Linked DNA regions of Mus musculus: region 2 is linked to region 1. Evidence: chromatin contacts called from public HiChIP or PLAC-seq data. All regions are on one chromosome and are shown on one strand. Each heading gives the region's core, a stretch centred on a gene start, on an enhancer-like site or on the middle of the called end of the contact. The rest is flanking DNA. Distances are from core to core; before and after follow the strand shown. Region 1 holds the start of Trpm7 (transient receptor potential cation channel, subfamily M, member 7). Region 2 overlaps Sppl2a (signal peptide peptidase like 2A).

The links. HiChIP or PLAC-seq counts read pairs in DNA pulled down with a chosen protein or histone mark.
Region 2: an H3K27ac HiChIP or PLAC-seq map of heart atrium shows a contact between it and region 1, with 10 read pairs. The contact joins the enhancer-like site here to the promoter of Trpm7 in region 1. A contact is called at or near these places in 16 of 39 promoter capture datasets (the 3T3-L1 cell line, 3T3-L1-derived adipocytes, the HPC-7 cell line and 11 more), 13 of 484 Hi-C or Micro-C datasets (CD4 T cells, CD8 T cells, CD8 central memory T cells and 9 more), 11 of 115 datasets of contacts at active chromatin or transcription factors (CD8 T cells, the SCID.adh cell line, double positive thymocytes and 6 more) and 3 of 9 other capture datasets (adipose tissue, liver and pancreatic islet).

What each region holds. Positions count from the first base shown.
Region 1 is chr2:126,873,399-126,879,007 of GRCm38.p6, forward strand. Trpm7 (transient receptor potential cation channel, subfamily M, member 7) reads right to left here and starts at 2,863. Exons shown (of 39, transcript NM_021450.2): 1 at 2,576-2,863. The coding sequence starts at 2,578.
Region 2 is chr2:126,911,340-126,917,524 of GRCm38.p6, forward strand. Sppl2a (signal peptide peptidase like 2A) reads right to left here. Exons shown (of 15, transcript NM_023220.2): 10 at 5,872-5,946; 11 at 2,193-2,249; 12 at 1,304-1,406. Among named protein-coding and RNA genes, the nearest start is that of Mir3473g, 12 kb to the left of the region's middle. Within about 2 kb of position 2,957, at least 10 of the 459 cell types and tissues checked have an H3K27ac peak or open chromatin away from gene starts, as enhancers often do. A contact at or near this core is called in the SCID.adh cell line and heart atrium, where this site is marked.

The DNA of each region.
Region 1 (5,609 bases), core at 1,613-4,112:
AAGATTCTATCATTATCAATAGAAAAATCATTTAAGTATTGTGTGAATGAATTAAGAAAAATTTTACAATTAAGGCGAAACAAATCCACTGGTCAATCTTTTTTTTTAAAGGTGAAAGTATATAATCTAGTGTTCAAATACTGGACAAAAATATAAAAGGTAGTTTGTCACAATACCTCTGACTAGAACATTCTAACTTCAGTTTTGCAAGTTCTTACTTGGATAGACCACTTCAAAACTTTTACTCACCCATCCCCAATATTAAAAACTGAACCAAAGCATAACACATACTAGGTACGCAATCAATCAGCCAGTGAGCTATGTGCCCAGTAATAAGCATTTTTTTCAGTTTATATTTTAAGTAATGCCTTCAACCATTATACCTGCACATTTTAGGTAATGACCAATTACAACATGGTTTCATTTTACAGCTGGTTATAAACAACACTAGAAATACTAGTCCACAAAAGTTACCTATTTATTTTGCTTTTTCAAGGCAGGACTAAACTCAGAGATCTGCTTGCCTCTGGTGCTGGGATTAAAAGTGTGAACTACCATGCCTGGCATAATCCTTTGATTTTTGACATCTTAATCACTTTCTTTTCCACCTTTACCCAAGGAACTATCTCCCTGGCCTGTAATAGACTCACAAAAATAACAACTTACAGTAAGAATTATACAGTATAGACCCATTATTCCTAAATGAATTTTTGGACAGACTGACCTAAAAGGTGAGGAAACTGAATTGAATTATTGAATAATGAGTCCACGTTTTAGCCAGGCATGGTGGTGCAAGCCTTTAATTCCAGCACTCAGGAGGCGGATCTCTGAGTTAGAAGCTAGCCTTGTCTTGAAAAAAAGAAAAAAAAAAAGACGATGAGGAAGGAGGATGAAGAAAGAGGGAAGAAAAGCAAAACACAAACAAATTTAAGAAACACATTTTAAGCTATCCTAAGGTGTTACTATAACTCAGATGCATAGTGTAATGTAAACCACTCAACTCACTATTTATCAGGAATTAAGCAGGGAAAAAAAATAAAATTAACACTCTTAATTCTAAAGTTAGACTGTTCTCCTTACAGAATCAACAAGTTTATGCATGTCCAAACAATACTATGTGCCATATACGGTGAATTACTTACAAAACTAAAGCTATTGTTTTTTTTTGGGGGGGGGGGATCTTTCATCTGTTAATGAAAACGTTTTAAAAAATATGTAACCAGTATGTTCAAATGTATGCTGTTTACCATCTAAAATGAAAAACTAGATATATCACTGAATACTCTGTGCTTAACGGCTTTCAAGGCACTTGGATTCAACTCACCCTCCAGTAGAGTCCCTTAAATCAAAGCCACAAGTATTTAAATGAAATGATTTAGCGGAGACAGAGGCACTTTAACTTTCCTTTCAGAAACTAGGAAAAGCCAGGCGACAGACACCTGTGATTCCAGAGCTCAGGAGATGGACGCAAGAGGATAAGGAACTCAATGATAGACTCAGGATTTGAGGCCAGCCTAGGCTGTGTGTAATCCAGTCTCAAATAAAAGGAGTCTTCAGCGGCTGGAGAGATGGCTCGGCGGTTAAGAGCACTGACTGTTTTTTTCTGAAAGTCCCGAGTTCAAATCCCAGCAACCACATGGTGGCTCACAACCATCCCTAACAAGATCTGACTCCCTCTTCTGGAGTGTCTTAAAACAGCTAGCTGCAGTGTACTTACATATAATAAATAAATAAATCTTTAAAAAAAAAAGTAGTCTTCAATAACTTTACAAACGAAAGTGAGAAATGCAGTATTTATTCACATGTACTTTATAAGTAAGACACTTCTAAACCTAGCCCTAGCCCGACATGGTGGCGCACGTCTTTAATCTTGGGAGGTAGAGGTAAGCGGATCTCTGAGTTTAAGGCCAACCTGGTCTGTCTACACAGTGAGTTCCAAGCCAGCCAGGGTCACAAGCGAGACCTTGTCTCAAAAATAAAGAAAAGGCAGAAAACTAAACCTGTCTGACTTCGGCAAAGAAACACCAGTTTGCATAAAGCCTATCAAGTTAAACTACTGAGCAGGAATGCCTTTCCTGCTCAGATCCTAGATCTAAATGGCTTTCTTTGTAAGAACTCTCCAAATCCGGTTCCTGGCCTTAACAACAAAAGCTCTAGCCAACGCTGCAACACACCGACTCCCTCCAGTCTGCACATTGGCTTCAAACTGTCTGGGACAACAGATGAGGTAGTTCGACGCAGACCTGGCAACGCACGGTCTCAGCCTCCCAGGAATTGTCCCTTCCCTGTCGCCTGCTAAACAAAACCCCGAACCACATCGCAGTCTACACCGTCAAAATCGCTCCCGTTCTATTAAACAAAATAATAGTAGAAAATGTACCTGTAGAGCGTCTGCGGCACAGCCACCAAGTCACAGCTCGGAACCCGCGCCCTTCTCCTTGCCACACCACCCCAGCCCTCCCTCCCTTTCCGTGACGGCTCCGCTGCGAGCGGTGGCGCCCGGAGGGTCACGGAGCTCCCCGGAGCGCCGCCCAGGCTCCCGCGAGGCCCGCCCGCGCCAGGCCCGGCTCCGTACCATTCTCCTCACGGGGCGGACTCCGGAAGGGCAGCGGCTCCTCCTCCACCTCCGCGGCCTGCAGCCATCTATCGGAAAGCGTCTCCGGAGGCGGTGGCACGGGCCACCGAACAAGGACAGCCCCGGGAAACCTTCTCAGAACTAACTCAGCTCCAGCGCTAGCAGCAGAAGTCGAGTCTTTCATAATTGTGCGACCAGCTCCGCCGGGTGACTGGCCACAGGGACGCGCCCGCGCCCGCCTCCGCCGGAGACGGGGCCGCGGCAGCCACGTGACGGGGCCGTCGAGTGCGTCGCGCGGAGGGCGTGTCACGTGAAGGGCGCGCTTACTGCGGCCTGCCCCTAAGCTCCGCCGGCCGGGAAACGCCGAGCTGCTGCTTTCCCTGGTGTTGCTGGCTTCGGCTTCCCCTGCCTCTGTCCACGAGAACTTGTTCCGCTTTAATGACCAGATTCCCCGGCTTCGCCAAAACTTAGCTCCCGGCCGCGCACGCTTGTCTGTTTCTTTTGCTATCGCATCTGTCTACGTTGGTTATTAGCGATCTCTTCCCGCACGTTATCCTTTCCCATCAAGGGTGCAATCCGTTTTTTTTTTTTTATCAACACTGCTATTATTAGTGACTTATTTTAGGTGTATGTGTGTTTTGCCTCATGTATGTCTGTGTACCATATGTGTGCAGTGTCCTCAGAAGACCGTGCTAGATCCTCCAGAACTGGAATTTCAGACATTTAGTGTTATTTGAGTTCCTTTGTAGCCCAGGCGCCTGGCCTAAAATGACCTTGAACTATGGATTCTGCCTTTAACCCCACACTGCTGGGATTGCCGGCTTTTGCCATCCTGAAAGTTTTTTGTTTTTTGTTTTTTTTTAGATCAGGAGTAGTGGCACATGCCTGTAATCCCAGCACTCCGAAGGCTAAGGCAAGAGGACTGCAGTAAATTCCAGGCTATCGAGGATTAGAATGACACCATCTTAAAAACACAAAACCAAACCTGCTTTTGGCACATCATCTTTCTGTATGTATATTATGGGTATGGAGAGTCTTGGAACCAATTCCCTACAGAGACCTAGAGACATTTTTTCTTACAATTTTAAAGGCTCCTCTGCCTGAAGGGCTGTTCTGCCTCTATCTTTCCTCTTTTAACTCTGGCTAATCTCAAATTTACTGTAATCCTCCTGCCTTAGATATACATCTTTAAGTATACATTAAATCAATAGATGCAAAACCTAACAAAATACAAATGTGTATTTCTTTAGATTAATAAAATGTTCAGTATAATTTTATTTCCAATTATTTTCCTTCTTTGGTTGGTTGAGTCAACCTAGAACCTAGGTATAGGGCGAGCCAACTGCACTAGCCTGCTCTGTGTCTATAGATGGACTGTGGATGGACTAGCTGAAGTTTCCTACAATGTGCACGTACCTTGGTTTGGTTTAGCTTCTTCCATGCTGCATAGTTATTATCTCCCAAGCAATATGACCCACAGTTCACTGAGCCAAGCCTCTTCAACAAACTAATCCAGCCACTCACTCTTTCTCTTACAAGTTTTGTGGTGCTTATAAATCATCTTCAGGCATTCCCCACCTTGTAGGCCTAGGAGGAGCAGTGTTTTTAAGTGCTTCAAGTGCTGGCCATGGTGGTACATGTCTTTAATCCTAGCACTTGGGAGGTTGAGGCATGCTGATCTCTGTGAGTTCAAGGCCAATCTGGTCAACATAGCAAGTTCCAGGCCAGCCAAAACCACATAGACTATGTCTCAAAAAATAAAAATAAAAAAATGTCTTAATATACATGTTGTAACAGTATCTGATGAATATTCCAGGGATCTTGATTAACATGTGATCATTCAATAACTATTTATCTTTGAAATTTCAACTGGGTTTATACATTTTGTGACTTGACTATCTTTATAATCTAGAAGACAGGACAAAAAAGAAAATCAAAATATAACAAAATGAAAGTACTTTATTTCTTGTTAACTTTATAATTCTGGTTAAAAAGGAAAAGCTATGGGTTAAAGAGATGGGGCTCAGAGGTTAAGAGCACTGTGCTCTTCCAGAGGTCTTGAGTTCAATTCCCAGCAACCACATGATGGCTCACAATCATATGTACAGCTACAGTGTACTCATATACATAAAATAAATAAATAAATCTTAAAAAGAGAAAAGAGCCAAGCAGTTGTGGGGAACGCCTTTAATCCCAGCACTTGGGAGGCAGAGGCAGGTGATCTATGAGTTTAAAGTCTACAGAGCAAGTTACAGGACAGCCAGAGCTACACAGAGAAACCCTGTCCTGAAAAGTAAAAAAAAAAAAAAAAAAACAAGCAAACAAACAAAATGACCAAATGCTTTCCTACATCAAAGGTCCAGACTGGAAGTGGATTCACCCTCTTCAAACCAGGGAGAGAATCTCTCACAGGTGTGTCCTCCACTTCTGGATTGTGGTTCATTTCAGATATAGTCAAGTTGACAACCAAGAATAGCCATCACAACACCCATACACATAAAATAAAGATAATAATTAAAAAGTAAAAATAAAGCAGTGTCATTCAGGAAACTTTTCAGAAGTTGCCAAAATGGTTTAGTGCATAAAGATGTTGCTCCACAAGCCAAGGGTCTGATTTCCATCTCTGGACCCCTCTGTTAAGGTGGAAAGAGAGAATCCTCACACTAACGAGCATAACAAGAACTCTAAAGATGAGTCATCTCCCAACCCGCCCCGTATCTTTCCATACTATAATAACCATAACAGTCTTCTTAAAGATGGTGTCCCGTGGGAGGGGCTTAGGTCACCGAGAGGGAGGCACTGACTTGTGGTTCCTTGGAATGGGTTCCTGTAAGTGTGAGCAGTGCAGAGTTAAATGTAAGATGAACTCAGAGTGAAGACAAACATTACCAATCCACTATTAGCTAGCCTGGATAGTGCCCTCCCTGATTCTCACCTTCCTCATCTTCTTACCCGATGATTGACAGTCTCACACTGAGTAGAGCTGATCTCAGGCTCTCAGTGGGGTACTAGAGAAATGACAGTGTGTGACTTC
Region 2 (6,185 bases), core at 1,707-4,206, 38 kb after region 1:
TCAAAAGAGGCATCAAATCCTCTAAAATTGAATTTGCAGAGTTTGGGTCACTGGGTGAGTGCCAGGAATTGAACCTGAGACCTCTGCGAGAGCAAGTCTGCTGAGTCATCTCTCCAGCCCCAATAGTAAGAATTTTAAAATAAAATACAAGCTCTCACTGATATATGCAAATATGCAAGCAAAAAATTTTTTTCTCAATATCTATTTTTAGAAGAAATTTGTTGAACATCACCAAAGAAGAAATCTCAAGTTGTATGTATTAAGTATTTCTAGATGTGTATCTCCAGTGTTTAACCAGGTAAGTCCCTTTCATCCTCCCTTCCACAATTCCTCCATATCTAGCCTGGGTCTCACATCCAGCGTCATAGCCTAGGCTGGTCCCCCTCCATATCTAGCCTGGGTCTCACATCCAGCGTCATAGCTACGCTGGTCCCCCTCCATATCTAGCCTGGGTCTCACATCCAGCGTCATAGCCTAGGCTGGTCCCCCTCCATATCTAGCCTGGGTCTCACATCCAGCGTCATAGCTACGCTGGTCCCCCTCCATATCTAGCCTGGGTCTCACATCCAGCGTCATAGCCTAGGCTGGTCCCCCTCCATATCTAGCCTGGGTCTCACATCCAGCGTGATAGCTACGCTGGTCCCCCTCCATATCTAGCCTGGGTCTCACATCCAGCGTCATAGCCTAGGCTGGTCCCCCTCCATATCTAGCCTGGGTCTCACATCCAGCGTCATAGCCTACGCTGGTCCCCCTCCATATCTAGCCTGGGTCTCACATCCAGCGTCATAGCCTACGCTGGTCCCCCTCCATATCTAGCCTGGGTCTCACATCCAGCGTCATAGCCTACGCTGGTCCCCCTGACTGTGCTTCTCAAAACCTCTAGGCCTCCAACAGGTGCCTGTCTGCCCCCACCCTACAGACCACTGTGACTGGCTTCCCACTGGATTGTCTTTTATTATAAAGCCATGTAAGCTGAGGTTCTCTTCCTTTTCTCCTTCAATCCTATCTTGATGACATCCCTAAAGCACTCCCTAAAATAAAACAAACATGCTCTTCTAGATGAGGATAAATGGATCCTTGTTGTTCCAAGACATCTTTAAGCAGCAGACATTTTACCTTGGCTGTCCTGAAGGCTGATTTCTCTTTTACCCTTCACAGTGCATTTTTTTTTTTAAACCTTTGTCATTAATCCTAGTTCTAATGGCAGCCAAAGATATGGAGCCTTGTAACTTTTATCAGATATTGTAAATATCATCCTTAAAACCATAAGTATAGTTTTGCTAAAATTATTATATTCACTCACCTGGTACAATGATATCTCCGAAACCCAATACTGAAACAGGCACGGAGCATACACTCATGACTGAGTAACCCATCAGTTTTGGCACCCTGATAACTACTGGCAACTGTAAGAAAGAAAAACAGAGACAAGGGGGAGGGCGGGAGGGAGAAGGAAAGAGGAGGGAGGGAGGGAGGGAGGGAGAGAGAGAGAGAGAGAGAGAGAGAGAGAGAGAAAGAGAGAGAGAGAGAGAGAGAGAGAATGAACCAGTAAGTCTCTTCCCAATCTCTCTTTTAGGAAGAGAAACACTGACACTGTAGTAATCGTTTTGATGCTTTTTAAACTATTTGAAAAAATTGAACTTAAGATGACATAAACAAACATACACATACATAATACATACATAGACTCTGATTGTACAAAAAATTTGAAGGAATAAGACATGTAGTTTTAGGAAATTATATCCGACACATGGAGGGTGAACGGTATGACTATACTTCCCCCCACAGCTAACCTTTACATTTTTATTTTCTTTTTACCAAGAACAGGACTCGGACCTTGACAAGTTTTGTTGTGTTGTTTTGTTTTGGTCAGCCTACATTTTTTCCCACCCAAGGAAGAGCCTCCTCATAGAGGGTATGATTTAAAGTCCAATGAACTTATCTGAAATACAATCCTTACTTTCTCATGGGGAGCTGTGTGCAGAGCAGTGGCTTCCACAAAGTTTCCATCATTCTAGGATGAAACCCAAGTCAATAGGTATTTAATAATTTAGAATAACTAAGAAAATGGCTATATCTGTGAGAAAGAAGTTTGGTAACACCTTAGCATGCACCCATGACCAATGAGTTACAGGAGGAAACAGACAGGCAGGCAATAACCGGGTGAGCGCTGCCGTTCACACCATCCCCACCTTTTCAGCATTCTCGAAAGGCCCAGCAGCAAGTTCCACCATGATGCTCTCACCATTCTAAAGGGAGGAAGAGATGTGGTTCAGTCATCTAAAGAGAATAACCTGCCACAATGCAAGGATGACTGACAGCCCACGGCCTACTGCACATGGTACTGAACATGGGCTATCACCTGCCTCTTCCTCAGCCTCTATAAACAGCAGATATTGAATCTGAAACAAAATCCAGATAGCACACCACTTCACTTCACTGGAGTTCAGTAATTATCAAATCGGCATATACACAGACTATTCAAGTATACTGACAGCCAACATGTTAATAAGTTATGAACTTTCAGTATTTTATTTTATTTTTTTACTATCTATGTGGTTCTTAGACATTTTCGGCATCCGGAAAAAAAAAAAAAGATACTAAAATCCTTTAAATTTAGCTCTCTACCAAATATAAGTAACCTTATTTGAATAAAAATGTGTTTGACCTATTGGTATTTCCCACAACTATAGAGCCAAATTTGAAAAGATCCAACCTCTTAGAATATCACAACTTTCTTCAGCCTTATTCCCATTCAGGGTCAACCCTGCCTCCTTCCTTTGTTCCAATCAGCACTCTCTTGAGAGGTAGCTCCCTCCCTGTGTCTGCTGAAGTCTTTTCTCTAGGCCAGACAAGGTGTTCACCAACTCATTTTCTCCTGTAACCCTGTCTGCCTGAGGTGACACTTTGAGGCTAAAAATACTCACAGCGCCCTTTCTGTTGTTTTCATGTAGCCCAGGGTGACCCTGGCCTCCTGCTCTGCCTGTCTCTGCAGCCAAGCGCTGGTAGACACCGCACTCTGTGTGAGGTGTCTGCTCTTAAGCTTCAGAGGAAATGAATGCATCGGCAGACCAGGGAGAAGGCATACAGACTGGATTTTGAAAATCATAAAAACCAGGAATGAGCAGAATCTGGCATACATTTGTAGTTACCTACCAAGATAAAGCAGATATCCAGGAGGAAAACAAAGGGGCCAAACTGAGAAGGCAGTAAATGAACACGTATAACAACGAGTGCCAAAGAGCACCTCCAGCTCCATTACTACAACAGATTTGTTAGAAAGCACAGGCCTAAGAAAAATAAATAATGAAAAATGTACTACTCACACAAGAAAGAAGACTCAAAGGCCTTTATCCTTTAAAAGGCCTATACCTTTAAAACGTCATCTAACATTTAACTGATACCAGGTTTAAGATGAAAAAGAAGTAATTTGATACCTGGCTATCATTTCCTGCTATTCTTCCAGTGCATGCTGAGAACTATCTGCTGTGTGAAGACAATGATAAGGATTTTGATTTTCTTTTTTTTGTTTTTGTTTTTGTTTTTGAAACAGGGTTTCTCTATAGCCCTGGCTATCCTGGAACTCACTCTGTAAACTAAACTTGCCCTGAACTCTGCCTCCCAAGTGCTGGGATTCGAGGCAAGTTTAAGATCAACAGTGTTTTCCTTTTATTAACTGCCTCTGGAGTATTCTACAGGGCTGTTTTGTTTTGCACCAAATAAATTACCACTAGCTTGGACAGCTTTGGTTTTGCCTCAGGATCTCACTACGTACCCCTCGCTGGCTGCCTAGAACTCCATTTGTAAACTGGCTGAAAACTGTGGCAATCCTCCTGCCTCTGCCCCTGAATACTACTACAGTTAAAGGCCTGCTCTGTCTGCCTGGCTTGAGAACACGCTTTTTTAAAACCCCCAGCTTCCGTTACAGCTCACACTTGCTGGCTTCATGCTTTTCCCGTTTTCCTTTTGTACCACTGCTGCTCAGTGATGGCTCTGAGTGAAAGAGCTCGCCTTAAGACATGGGCAAGTGCTTGCGAAACAGTCTGGTATGAATACTTTGGGATAGTTTCAAATCTTTATTTCCTAGTTGCAATTTTAGCTCCTCCACAGGTTATATGTTTGTCTTTATGGCTGGCAGCAACTGTCTGCTTTTGCAGTATTTTAATAGATGATATATTGTCTAAAGAAAGGATAAAAGCCCACTGGAGGGGGCTAAGGATGTGGTTTTGTGGTAGTGCTTGGCTAAAATACAAAGGTCCTGGGTTCTACCCTGAGTATAGCACTAACGATAACAAAAGCTAATGGGAAGAAAAACAGTCACCATCAAATATGAAATAGCTAAGAGACACAAAGAATAAAGGGCCGATGTAAAGTTATAAGACAAGGTGCAAAATAAAATGGTAGAGAAAACGGGAGAACTAGACAATAATGAAAAATATGTTCCTGATATGAAAAAGGCCAAGACGGAAAACTGAACAAATAATGAAAGGCAACTGGCTGGCTTGCTCACTCGCTGGCCCACTTACTTGCTCACTTGGCACCTTTCCTCACTTTGTTAGAGGAAAAATGGTGGTAAAATGGGGAATGCATGACTTAGGAGCTTCCAGCCACACAACCAAAGGCAGACAGAATGGACAGAACTGACAGTGAGAATGAGAAGCCCTGGACTAAGCATTTACTGAGGTTAGCCTCACCCTAGCTTCAAGGAGCGGCCTGGATACAGGAGACCTTGTTGGTATAGAAAGATCAAGTTGGGCCTGGCAGTGGTGGTACACCCCTTTAATTCCAGCACTCAGGGGGCAGAGACAGGTGGATCTGTGTGAGTTCAAAGCCAGCTTGGTCTACAGAGTGAGTTCCAGGACAGCCAGGACTGTACAGAGAAAACTCATTTCAAAAAAAAATAATAGTAATAATAGTTTGGTTTTTAAAAAAAAAACAAAAACAAAACAAAACAAAACAACAACAAAAAACAAAGATCAAGTTGAGTTCTTCAGCCAAAGGAATTCTAATGATGTCAAAAGCTGGCATTGCTTCTCGAAGTAGACTGGGACCTAAAGCCCAGGAGGGGCTGCCAGGGTACACAGTACATTCCAGGCCTGCAGAGCTGGCATGCTGATGTTTGCTCTTCTCAGATTAGTTCTCAGAAATGAAGGTATCAATGACACATTCCCCTCCCTCTCTAAACTGTCCACAGTAGACACTGGCTGTAAGAAAGTTTTACTTTTAAAAGGAAAGAAAAATTACAGACATTCTCCCTTTATACTAATCAGAAGTTCCTTATGTCCTCTAAGAAGCAACTGAAAGCTTGTATATTAATATACCCTCTACTGAAAGACCAATTTCAAAGGTAATTTCCTGAAGGAAATTAAAGTTCACTCTGAAATACAAATCTGCAAAATCAACAGTCTATGAAGAGAGTTAGGGTTCCCTTCTTGAGGCTGGCAAGATGGCTCAGCATTAAGAGCACCACTGCTCTGGCAGGGGACCTGGATTCCAATACCCATGATGGGTGGCATCTGAAGGCCTGGAACAACAGTGCCAGGGGAAAGAATGCTCTCTGTGGGCCTCTGTGAGCACCAGGCATGCACGAGGTGAACATGCACACATGCAGGTATTCACTTATACACATGTAAGGAAAGTAAATATTTAAGAAAATATGTCAGGAGCTGCATGTGCAGGGAATGGTGACATACGGCTTTAATCTAGAGGCAGGCGGATCTCTGGGAGTTCAAGGCCAGCCAGCTATACATAGAGAGTTCTCTTCCTGCCAGGGCTATGCTGAGGAGACCCTGTCTCAAGGCAAACAAACAGATTTAAGAAAAAGAGTTCCATCGTTTTGAAGGCTTCGTCGTAAATTTTAAATGGTCATACCTTTGTGATGAAAGGTGTGATGAAGACAAAGAACACATCGTAGATGAGAAGAAGGCCTAGCAGTATCACGCATGACTGTCAGAGAAAAAGGAATTTAAAAGGTCAAACTTCCCACATCTAAACTAGTGCAATAACTGACTTTGCAAATACAAGTGAACATGGAAATGTATATTTGAATGTTATTTTAAAAGGTGTTTCGTGGTTATCACTATGTGTAATTTTATTGCATATGCCATTTAAAAAAATCTTTACTTCCTGCATCCCATTTGCTTAGGATCATCTCTGATTCAAAGAATGTTCTTCCCCAATATTTC